Regions from separate parts of the Mus musculus genome. Here region 2 is linked to region 1. The links are chromatin contacts, called in public HiChIP or PLAC-seq maps. All regions are on one chromosome and are shown on one strand. The core of a region is the stretch at or near the end of the contact, and the rest is flanking DNA. Distances in the headings are between cores, read along the strand shown.

What was found. HiChIP or PLAC-seq counts read pairs in DNA pulled down with a chosen protein or histone mark.
Region 2: an HNF4G HiChIP or PLAC-seq map of pancreatic cancer cells shows a contact between it and region 1. The contact joins two enhancer-like sites.

What each region holds. Positions count from the first base shown.
Region 1 is chr16:17,918,059-17,924,302 of GRCm38.p6, forward strand. No RefSeq gene overlaps it. Among named protein-coding and RNA genes, the nearest start is that of Gsc2, 6.2 kb to the left of the region's middle. Within about 2 kb of position 3,288, at least 399 of the 459 cell types and tissues checked have an H3K27ac peak or open chromatin away from gene starts, as enhancers often do. A contact at or near this core is called in pancreatic cancer cells, where this site is marked.
Region 2 is chr16:18,858,038-18,864,281 of GRCm38.p6, forward strand. No RefSeq gene overlaps it. Among named protein-coding and RNA genes, the nearest start is that of Mrpl40, 15 kb to the right of the region's middle. Within about 2 kb of position 2,279, at least 44 of the 459 cell types and tissues checked have an H3K27ac peak or open chromatin away from gene starts, as enhancers often do. A contact at or near this core is called in pancreatic cancer cells, where this site is marked.

The DNA.
Region 1 (6,244 bases), core at 2,038-4,537:
GCAGTGGAGAAATAACCAGTCATCTGCTGTTTTCTCAGTAGCTCTTATTGCTTCTAGCATCATGGGTAGGGAGAGGCCTTGTGAATCTTGTTAGTTTCAGCAACTTCCTGAGACTTTTGAATTGTTTCCTCCCTTTGTCTTAACAAGGTTCCCTTTGAAGTTTCCTCATTTAGAACTTCCTAGGTCCCAAAAAGACTTTGGAGGAAATTACTGAACAACAAGAAAAGAACAAAAATATTTTTAAAATGGAATAAACCAAATTTATTTTGTCTTTGGTTGTGTATGTTGTTGGTGCCATATCTAAGAAGCCACTGTTATAACCAAGATTTACTGGTAGGGGCTGGGGATCTACTTCAGATGGGAGAATACTTGTTTAGCAGTCACAAAGTCCTAGGTTCTATCTCCTGCAGTGGAAATTGGGGCAGGGGTATTGCAGCCTATAATTTTATAAACTCTATGTTTTATAACTCTTACATTGATCCATTTAAGCTAATTTTTGTATATAAGTAAGATATGGTTTAATACCACCTCCATCTCTGTGTGTGGGTGCTAGGAATAGAACCCATGGCCTTGACCATGCTAGGTGAATGCTCTACCACTAAGCCATATGCCTACCCCCTCCCCACCCCGGGGTTCAGCCCTTTTTAGTGTGCTTTGGTGATTGAACCCAAGGTCACAAGCACAAGCTTGGCCACTTCTTTGGTTTGAGACAAGGTCCTACGATTGTAACCTAAACTGGTCTCACACTTACCACACGACCAAGACTGGCCTTGAATTTGATCCCCTACCTCCAGTTCCCAAATGCTAAGATTACGGTCATGTGCCACTAACATTGGCTCAAGTTGAAGTTTTTAAAATATAATACTTAACTATGAGGGATTTATTTTTACCAGAGAGACACCAATGAGCTAAAAAGGAGAATAATAAATAAACACATAGCATGCCTGAGAAAGCTAGATGCCTTTTATCCCAGCACTCAGGAGTCTAAGTGGGGGGTGGGGTGGGAGGGGGAAGGACTGGCAATGAGATCCAGCTTGGTGGTAGAGCACTTAGCATGTCCAGTAAGACCTCATCCTAATTAATCTTACTGTTACTGCAGCTAGAAAGGTCATATTTGCAATTTCACAGGTCCCTGGGGTTACACTTTTTTTAAAAAAGATTTATTTATTATATGTAAGTACACTGTAGCTGTCTTCAGACACTCCAGAAGAGGGAGTCAGATCTCATTACGGATGGTTGTGAGCCACCATGTGGTTGCTGGGATTTGAACTCTGGACCTTCGGAAGAGCAGTCGGGTGCTCTTACCCACTGAGCCATCTCACCAGCCCTGGGGTTACACTTTTAATATACCTCTTTGAGGGATGCACAAACACAGGTGAACTAGGAATCCCAGCTTCCCCAGGGATTCTGCACTTTTAGTGTCCAATGTCCTGTTCTTTTGGGAAGTTCATTTGATCAAAGAACACTGACTGAGTTGATTGGTCACCCTGGGAAGAACAGGGCTACCTGATAAGACAGGGGAGGGAGACAACTAAGCAGAAGGCATCTGCAGGACCAGTCTCCAGACAGAAGTCCGTGGACTTCATCTGTGACCCACCTTGAAATCAGAGCCAGCCTTTTGGGATCTCTAGAGCCATAGCAAGTTCTGTTCAGGGTTTGGGTGGCTCTGTCATTCAGGTAATGACCCAAGGTCACCAGCTAGAGGGCTGATGAGTCAGCTCTGGACAGAGCCACGTGTCCTCCTTGATATGGCCTGACTTTTTTTTTTTTCCCACACTTCAGTAAATTAACATGTCAGCTGTCTTTATGTTATTAAGTGCACACTTGCCCACCCAGGTGAAGAGCCCTCCAGCCCACCTGCATCCCTTGGGAAACTCTTACCTATCCCTGGAGCTGCCGACCCCTCAACCCTAGGACCACACTCACCACTCTTCCCTCCCCACCTCTGGCCTTTTCCAGTCCTACCTGCTGCTGACCTTAGCGGTGCCATTTTAGGAGTCTCTGCCATCTGCCATTTTCTTTGATGAATGTTTTATTTTGTTCTGCTTGTTTAGCTTTATTTTGTTTTTTTTTGAGATGAGGTCTTATATAACCCAAGTTGGTCTTGAATTCACTATGTAGCTTACTAACCTAGATTCTCCTGCCTCTACCTCTCAGGCATTGGGATAGAGGCAGGAGCCAATACGCCAGCCCAGGAATAGCCTCCTAACTCATTTCCAGCCACTTTTCTCTCCTAACCCTGCGTTTCAAGGTAGGCACCACCATTCTATATATCCAAAGCCAAGGTCTTGAAAGTGCGATGGTGAGGCTGGAGGTGGGGTGGACCCTCCTCTTGCAGCCCAAACATTCAGAGCTGAGGAAGATGGATTGGAGATACCCAGGACACGATGCCCTCCCTCTCCTGGGCCTCGCCACCCCTCCCCTGTCCTGTAGAATGGAGGCATCCCCCTCTCCTTGTTGTCCTCACTCACTAACAGGCTTGCGCCAGGCCATCAGGATTCCCCTGATTGCATTCTTTCATGCCAGTGCCTTTTCTACAGCAAACGTCTGCTAATGCAGCCTTTATCACAGAATTAGGGGATTTGGGGCCGATTGCACAAAGGGTCCTCGATAGCGCGGTAATCAAACGCCAATCGGCCTCATCTCAGGCAGGCAGGGGAAGAAAGAGAGCACAGGGGATTAGAGCGGGTTCGCTGCCAGGCGGGGCTGAGATAGCATCGGCGCGGCTGCAGGCGAAGGCTTTGGGAAGGGCTTCTGCAGGCCTTGGAGAAAGGCCGGCTTAGCGCCTCGCATCGAGGATTCTGAAACCATTAGAGGGGATTAACACCCAGGTTAATCTGCTTTGGTCGCTCAATTGTCACAAGCAGGGAACATTCCTGAGCTGGACAGACCTAGGGCCAGCTAGCGGGTCTCAGTTTCCCCAGCAGTCGCATGTTCAGAGGCAGATCCCAAAGTGCCACTTGGGGTGGATCTGGGCAGCTGCTGAGTGTGAAACCTGACTGGTCTTTTGTTCATTGCTATCCCTTTCTGGGGACCAGCAGGTTATACAGCATACTGCCTCTTGCCCTTTCTGTTCCTGACAAAAGGAAGAACTTTCCTTGCCCCTTTATAGACCCAAGCTGCAGCAAGGCTCCAGTTTTCCTAGTTTGGGTTTCCCAGGAAGGTGCACATACCTCCCATTGTGCAGCTCTTTTCATCTGATCAATGACGCTGGCCCATAGGAGACAGGGCCAGGTCAAAATAAACATGCAGCAGGTCCAGCAGTGCAGCCTGTGCACACTACTGCCTTCCATAGCAACTTAACTTCCTCCTGTAGCTACCACATTACCCAGAGCAAGGTATTCAGAGATACCCTGTACCCCAATCGGCACTAGACCATAAGATCCAGAGGACCGCAACGATAAGCTGTTTTTCCTTCCTTCGTTTAATAGTGAGCAATGAGTTTCCAAGCTAGTCTCCGTAGAGGGGGGACACTGGGGAAGAGCCGCGTGGTCATCAGTGAGTTTGGATATGAGCGCACAGGAAGACGAACAGGGTGAGAGGTATTTCAGGAAAAAGGATTAGGTTCCTGATCTGCACGTGGGTTACACACGACCTTAGGGGCAGTTAGAATCACACAGCATAGAGAGAAAGCCAGAAAGCATGGCCAGAAGGAACCACGGGGGGGGGGGCGGAATTCTGGGACTTAGTGGGGAGTGTCCCCTCAAACTGAGGGGTTAGGAGTTGCCAGGGGCGTGCGTCCTCGCACTCCGGAGGGTGGACTGTGGCGGTTGAGCTGGCCAGTGTGGTGGGGCTTGCAAGCGAGCTCGGGAAAAACCATAGGACGGGGAGTGTCTACGAGGCGCTTCCAGATTAGACTGGCGGCCGAGAGCGAAACTGCAAGCTCCGGTAGTCAGGTGGTTATATCAGCGCAATCCCTGCGCCCGCGGCAGCCGGCAGAACGCCTGCGCGGCCCCTGACTATAAGGTGCGTCCTTGTGATGTCATCAACAAGCGCCGCCTGGCGTAAGAGCTGCCTTGCTCCGGCTTACGGTGGTGTCTCTGTGTCGGAGGCCGTGCTTCCCATCCTCCCGTGTTTCCGAAACCGTGGAGAGCGCTAGGTAGCACTTCTTCCAGAAGTGAATTCCAAGAGCCCTCGCTCGCACACCAAACGGTCTGTGCTCTCCATGCTGCATGTCGAGGCGGGCACAGCCTCTCTCATGTGTTCATCTCTGTCCGGATCAGCTTTTGGATCATGGAGGCAGGCGTATTGTTTTTCCTTTTGGAACACCGGGAGAATCTCCCAGACACCTGAGGAGCTGGTGACTTGATGGAGAGGACCTGGCACGTGGCCAGCCTCCGTAGGTCTGTGAGGGCCTTTGTGCAGGCTGGCCAGACAGTCTGAGCTGTCCTCTTACGATCCAGTGCTTGAAAACCTTCCCAACGCCTGGGAGCGTTAGGAGGCTGCGCTGCTCTGGTAGTCAGGCTAGTGAGGTAGGTATTTCAGTTAGGCTGAGGACCAAAGGGTGGCTTGTCTCCTGGGGTCACTTAAGATAATGCCTTTGGAGCATAGTTTACTTAGGCCGGTGACATGGAGGATAGGTGACTGACATTCCACTGAGAAGACAAATGTGACATCGGTGTTAAAGGCCACTCTGGGGGCTCAGGGCTTGCCACAACCAGATCAGAAGGGAGAATGCTCTTCTTGGGTATTGCCAGGACAGAGTAGGACGTTGTACGTTACAGGACCACGCCCCAGTGCTTTTCCCACTGTCCTTTTAGGAGGTGCAGTGCCAGTATCTCCATTCTTTGTCCTGTGTCTAGGTGGTCCCAGATCTTGAAGAGGCTACTAGGTGTTCCTCAGACTCTAATTCTATGCTTTAGACCTACGAATTTATAAGTCCAAGAATCTGTGAAACAGGAAATTAAAAGCCAGCATCAAAAAAAAAAATTGAAATCTTAAACTGAGACTGTTTTCTGAGTGCTGGGAGGGATACAAAGGAAAGCAAGAATTCTTTTATTTGCCTAAAATGAGACAGTCACTGGGCTGGGGCACGGCTCAGATATGCAAGCTTGGACTCTGAATTTCTTGATTCTCTACTTAAAGTTTGGGGTTTTTTTTAGAATGCAGGAAACAAGCATTTTTCAACTATTAAAGTGTGATTTCTTTGGATATTAAACTATGATTTGCCATTTTATCACCTGCACAGGGGCATACATAGAAAATCTCAGGGTGTACCTATACAGCTGTAAGAGGAGCTCCACAGAATTTAGAATGGGTCACAAAATATCAGCTTGCGGTCCTGCTCTGTCCCTCTGTGGGCTTGTCTAAGCCCTGTCCTCACTCTGAGGCTATTGTTCCTCCTGGCACAGTTCTATGAGGAGTGTGTGCCGCAGATCTGCAAACTTAAGTCACCTCCTGGAATTCTTCCCTGTATAAGCTCTGTCTGTCTCCAGGGTTTTAAGAAGAGGTAAAGTCCCATTCTGTAAGTTGGGTTTGTTCTGCATAGCATCTTGATCAAAGACCCACATCACATATCTCTGCCTTCACTGCTATCCAGAGAGGCAGTGGTCACCAGCCTAGAGGCCTGATCAGATCCCCAGACCAAGAGGATCTGGGGACAGTCAAGGGCAATCATACATAGCTATGGCTCTTCCTATGAATCATGGGCCTCTTTGTAAGTACAGTGACTGATGGTATCACTGTGACCATAGATGGAACTCCTCTTGGGCAGTTGCTGGGCTTTTCATGTCTCAGTAGCATCAAGCACCTGGGGAAACTGCAAGGCACTTCCTGCAACTCAAGAAAAGCAACCCTCAGTGAGGTTGCCAGATGCTATGTTCCTCCCTACAGGAGTCAGGTCATTTCAGCTATGCAGCCTAGTGGTGTGTATTCTTTTAACCCTATTTCTCAGATTAGGGAGTTGAGGTTAGGTAACTTGCCCAAGGTTATACAGAAAATGTGGGAGGGAGGGGAAGAGCATGACTCTCATCCATCTTCTCAGATGCTTCTTGGGAGCAGACCTCAGGAAAGCTAGTGCCACTTTACCACCTCGGCCAAGGTGGAGTTTGAGAGTGTCGGGGCCTGGTAGCAGGGGCAGCCTCCTGGTGGAGAGAGAAGTAGGCTTTGTTGCTTGGGGGCAAGGTGTGTGTGTGTGGGGGGGGGGGCACCTTTCTCTGTTGAGGACTGGGATATTTGTGCCCACCGAGATCAGTCTGCTCAAGTACAGCTAGAGGCTTCTACACCTCATCTATCTATACGTGGC
Region 2 (6,244 bases), core at 1,029-3,528, 940 kb after region 1:
ATTTACATTCTTCTATGCAATTTCTCCTGACTCAAAATGCTCCTGACTCAGCCTTCCAAGGTTAGTGTTAACAGCTGGGTAGTGGTGGCATATGCCTTTAATCCCAACACTTGGGAGACAGAGGCAGGCTGATCTCTGAGTTCAAGGTCGTCTTGGTCTACAGAGTGAATTCCAAACTGGATCCAGCCATCCATTTTGACTAGCACAATTTGTTGAAATACACAGTGTGTATTTTTAGCTTTTTTTGTAAAAAATCAGGTGTCCATAGATATGTGGGTTTATGTCTAGATATTCAATTTGATTCTATTGATCTGCATGTCTGTTTTTATGCCAATACCAAGCTGTTTTTATTACTATACCTCTGTAGAAGAACTTGAAATCTGGATTGGCGATACCCCCAGAAATTCTTTTATTATTCAGTGGCACAAAAGCTTGTGATCTGGGTGGTGCCTAATTTGTCTGAATGTTAGAAACTTTCTGTGAGATCTACAGATCATGACAAACTTGTGTATTATAAATGACTTATGTTGCCATAGTGATTTTTCCAGGTCTGAGTAAATATTTGTGCAGTACTGAGGATTGTTGTTGTTCTGTGTGTGTGTGTGTGAGAGAGTACCATCTTCTGGTTGTTTCTTGTTACTATGGGCTGTATCCCTTTTTTCCAGGTCTGAGTGACCACATTAGTCTTCTGTGAGCACCACCTTCTGGTTGGTTCTTGTTACTACAGGCTATATTTTTTTCTGGTTTTGGTTTTTGTTGCTGGTTGCCTCTGTTCACAGATTGAGTGGCACTACATCCATCTGCTGTGAGTGCCACCTTCTGGTTGGTTTTTGTTACTACTGGCTGTATTTTTTTCCCCCTGGTTTTGGTTGATTTTTGTTTCTGGTTGTACCTTTTTCTGTTCATTGATTCTAAACGGTGTCATATCCTTCTGGGTACAAGGCCTTGAATTTGTTTCTGTGGCAGGTTGCAGTTAGGATAGATGTATCTGAGAGCCATGGCTTATGGTGGGGCCAGGAGACATCCTGAGTCTTGGTCTGGGATAGGTGTGGGCTCAGAGGAGCTGAGAGACTCCCACCAATCAGGTTAATTTTTTGTGGGTGTGCATCACTTTCTGGTTATTTCCCATTTCTGCCTGGTAGAGAGAAAAGGTTGGACTTGTGTTTTGGGTGGCATAGAGAGGTCTTTTTCATGAGTGACACTTTCTGGCTGTTTCTTCTTTCTGCTTGAAAGACAGGAAAGGTTTTATTTGTGTTTTTGTATGTTGTGTTTGTGTCTCTTGTTACATGACTTTGATGAGGTGACTTTGACAAGATGAGCTTGATAAAATGATTTTGACAGGTGACTTTGATGAGATGACTTTGACAAAGTGGCTTTGACGGACATATTAACATGAGACAGGCTATGTCTACCACATTCTACAGGTTCCCTTCACCACAGAATAGGCCAGGAAGCGGGTTCCTGGCCCCACAGAAGACCCCCCCCCAAATGCTTGCTTTCCACTATCTAGCTCAGACTGGTATTTTAACTCTGTTGAAGGTAAGAAGAGGCTCTTAGTCTACTGTCAGGCTTTGCTGGCAGGTCTCAAGGTGGCCACAAGACAGCCCACAAATTTGGCCAGAGTGTATGATATTAGACAGGAATAAAACTTTTTTAGAGAGGGTCATGGGGACATTTTGACAGTACACCCCCATGGACCCTAAACCACCAGAAGCAAAGGCAGCCATCACTCTAGCTTTATTAATCAGGAAGCACCAGATATTTAAGAAAAAGCTCCAGAAGATTGAGAGGTTAGGAAAAAAGAAAAAGTCTGAGAGATCTAATGATAGTGGCAGAGAGAGTATTTAATAGAAGAGAGACTGCAAAGGAGAAGCAGAGGAGAGGACAAAAGGAACAGACTCTAGACCTAGCAAAGATCTGTTAGCAGCCAAAGCCAAACCAGAAGACTGTAAGAGATGCCTAAAACAGAGAAGTAGATAAGAGGGGCCATAAGATCAAAAGTGCCCCCTCTCCAAGGCCAGGGTAACCCTAAAAGTAAAAGGGAAACCTACCAGCCTTTTTGTTGATAATTAATAAAGTTCAACATTATGTCTTGCTAAACCTGAGGATAAAGTCTCTTCATCAGTTTAAAATAACTTCCTAGTGGCAACAGAAATAAAACAAAAACACAAGACCTCTTAGAGGTCTTGGACTATTTGAGGCTCCACTAAGAAGGCTTTACTCTGCCAACTACAGCTGACATTGCTTGGCCCTGAGGATGCATACTCAGACTCCAGACCTTGGCATCAGCCAATGGCCAATGTGTCACTAATTGGCAGAAGCTGACCTGTTTACACATCAGTGCAGCAATGACCTCCTGGTTAAAAATGATGCCAGAATGACTCAGCCCCAGCCTCTCTTCTTGAATGCCCCCAGGATTAGCTGCTCTGCTGCCTGACTCTGAGCTCAATTGATGGGCCTCTGCATGATTGTTCAGATGGATGCAGAGGTAACACGGTTTTCCAATGACAACAGCCTCATTCAGGATGGACAGAGGTATGCTGGGGCAGCAGTGGTCTCAGACTCCAAGATCATATGGGCAGAGCCTGGGAGGAATGCCAGCCTAGAAAGCTGAACTGGCAGCTCTGATCAAGGTGTTAGAGCTGAGAAAAGACAAGAGACATGGATAGCCAATGTGCCTTTGCTACTGTACTGGCTAGTTTTGTGTCAACTTGACACAGCTGGAGTTATCACAGAGAAAGGAGCTTCAGTTGAGGAAATGCCTCCATGAGATGCAATTGTAAGGCATTTTCTCAATTAGTGATCAAGGGGGAAAGGCCCCTTGTGGGTGGGACCATCTCAGGGCTGGTAGTCTTGGTTCTATAAGAAAGCAGGCTGAGCAAGCCAGGTGAGGCAAGCCAGTAAAGAACATCCCTCCATGGCCTCTGCATCAGCTCCTGCTTCCTGACCTGCTTGAGTTCCAGTCCTGGCTTCCTTGGTGATGAACAGCAGTATGGAAGTGTAAGCCGAATAAACCCTTTCCTCCCCAACTTGCTTCTTGGTCATGATGTTTGTGCAGGAATAGAAACCCTGACTAAGGCAAATTGGTACCAGCAGTGTGGGGTATTCCTGTGACAACCTGACCATGTTTTGGGGAGGACTGTGGAAGGACTTTGGAACTTTGGGCTTGAAGATCCATCCGTTGTTAAGAGCTCTGTCGGATGTTGTGTAGGAGCTTGGAAGATAATGTTGAGAACAGTGCAGAAGATGGAGGCCTGGCTTGTGAAGTTTCAGAGGGAAAATTAAAGACTCTTTTCAGGGACATTGCTATTTTGGAGTTTGATTATTCTGTGGTTCTGGTTAGCTGGGGCTGAAGAATCAGCTGTGATTAACAAGATACCAGAACTACTAAAGCAAAACCTTTGCATTACTGGGACTATTGATGCTGGTTAGCTGGAGCTAAGAAATTAGCGGTGATTAAGAAGAGACCAGCATCATTGAGGTGACAACTTCTGGGAAGTGTTTTCTGAAAGCACAAAGAGGCTGTGTTCCAGAGATGGCCAAGGTTGTACTCCTGCTGCAGCAGGACTTGGTAATATGTAAGGGTCACCTAGGTGGTACTGGTTTTGAAGGCATGAAGGGGTCACGCAAAGCAGCTGAGGCTCGGCACTGTGAGAGGCCATGGAAGGCCATTGGTGAGGGTGCAGCCTCAGTTGCAAATGAAGGCCCAGGACTGAAGGGGTCATGCAGTGTTTTGGAGATGCCAGTACCATGAGATGACCACCAAGAGCAGCAGCAGCAGTGGAGTACAGGCATCTGGAGCCTAGAGGACGGCGTGTGTGCTACAAAGGGCCTGGCTGGAGAAGTGACCCAAGCCCTTGGAGGAGCCCAGAAGATTGTGAGTTGGATCCCAGACATTGGACGGTTGGAGATTGACTTTTGCTTTTGATTGTGACTGTGCCCTGATATTTTCCCTCTTGAAGGAAGAAACTGTTTTAGTGGAGCCCACAGTTAAGAGACTTTTAATTGTAAAAAGACTTTGGATTTTAAAAGAGATGGATATTTTAAAGAGATTGAAATTTTAAGAATATGTAAAGACTGTGGGACTTTAAAGTTATTTAGAATGGGGATGAATAAGATTGTAAGGGTTGAGGCTTACTAGTGATGTTTTTGTGTGTCAAGTTGACAAGGGGTCAATTGTACTGGCTAGTTTTGTGTCAACTTGACACAGCTGGAGTTATCACAGAGAAAGGAGCTTCAGTTGAGGAAATGCCTCCATGAGATGCAATTGTAAGGCATTTTCTCAATTAGTGATCAAGGGGGAAAGGCCCCTTGTGGGTGGGACCATCTCAGGGCTGGTAGTCTTGGTTCTATAAGAAAGCAGGCTGAGCAAGCCAGGTGAGGCAAGCCAGTAAAGAACATCCCTCCATGGCCTCTGCATCAGCTCCTGCTTCCTGACCTGCTTGAGTTCCAGTCCTGGCTTCCTTGGTGATGAACAGCAGTATGGAAGTGTAAGCCGAATAAACCCTTTCCTCCCCAACTTGCTTCTTGGTCATGATGTTTGTGCAGGAATAAAAACCCTGACTAAGGCAGCTACCAATCATATCCCTGGGGCTATTTATAAAGAGAGTAGCCTTCTGGTGGCAGAAGAAAAGACTAAACTCATCCCAGAGGACAACATGACAGCCCAGTGGGTGGCCTCTAGATATTGGGCCCCTAATGTCCTTGATTGCACTAGACCCAAGAGATCCCACACTCTCTGATCAGACAGAAGATGTGATCTGCGCCAAAAACATGCCCATGTCTCAGTGTCATAAGAGATGATGGAGGACAGCTGACTGCAAACTAATTGTATCAGAGAAAATGGGACTGCACACACTAAAAAAGATCAATCGTTCTTCACACATGGGATCTCTGTGAATGCAGGACTTAGTCTGCCAGGTCCACATCAAAATTAGAGATGCCAATTTGAAAATAGCTGAAATTGTTAAAGACTGTAAGGCCTGTCAGTTGAGTAATGCAGTTACCAATGAAAAGAACCCCTGTACACAATTCCAGAGCACCAAGCCAAGAGTCTATTAGGAAATACACTTCATGGGGGTAAAATAAAAAAATTAGATACAAATATTTATTGATGTTTATAAATACCTTTTTAGGATGGATTGAGACTTTCCCAATTAAACATGAGACTGCAGATGATAACAACAACAACAACAACAACAACAAAAACTACTAAAAGAAATTCTTCCAAGGTTTGGTTTTTCTAAGTTTATAGGATCAGACAATGGACCTACATTCATGTCCCAGGTAAGTTAGAGATTAGCTAATATTCTGGAGATTGATTGGAAACTTTATTGTGCTTACAGAACCCAGAGTTCAAGATACGTTAAAAAAAACCCTAAAAAGAGGCTGTAACTAAATTAACTTTAGAGACTGATGGTGACTGGGTGACTCTTCTCTTCATCCTTTATAGAGTACAGAACTCCCCATACCAGATGGGATTCACCCCTTTTAAAGTTATGTTTGGTTCACCTACTGATAGAAGTTATTACAAAAGCAGATGACTGCTAATTGTTACACAATTTCAAGGGTGTCCAATGGGTATATAAATGTGTTTGGCTTAAACTTTGTGCTTCCATAAAACAGATCCATCTCCAGAGCTCTACCAACTTTAGTCTGGAGATTGGGTCCTAGTCAAGAGACACTGCAGGAGGAGAATTCAACTTCAAGACTCCTTCCTGTCTCCCACCTATGGGTCTCTATCCATGCCCCAGGGACACCACAAAGACATAGCCCTATTACTGCTTTCATGAAACTTTAAAAAGTCTGATGATTGGGACTTCTAGTCACAAGAGAAAGGGGGGGGGATCTTCTAAATTCAGACTCCATTTTAGAGAACCTGACTTAAGTTTAAATTTAGGTAAACAAACAGGCTGGTACCTAGCATTAGTTTACAAGTTGGCCCCCAACAAAACCTGAGCCTAGGTCCAGTCTCTAGGCTAATCCCCAACAAGACCAGCGTTTCCAGGTTACACCCTCAACAAGACCAGTGTCTCCAGGTTATTCTCTCAACAAACCTGCACCCCAGGATACAAGTCCACACCTTCCCTAATACCACCAATGCAGAGGGGAACAAAAGTTAAGTTTATGATATGACTCCCAGCACCAGCCAATTATGTTAAAGGTCACAATAAATTTCTAATTAGGCCGGGACCTAGCAAACACAGAAGTGGATGCTCACAGTCAGCTCTTGGATGGATCACAG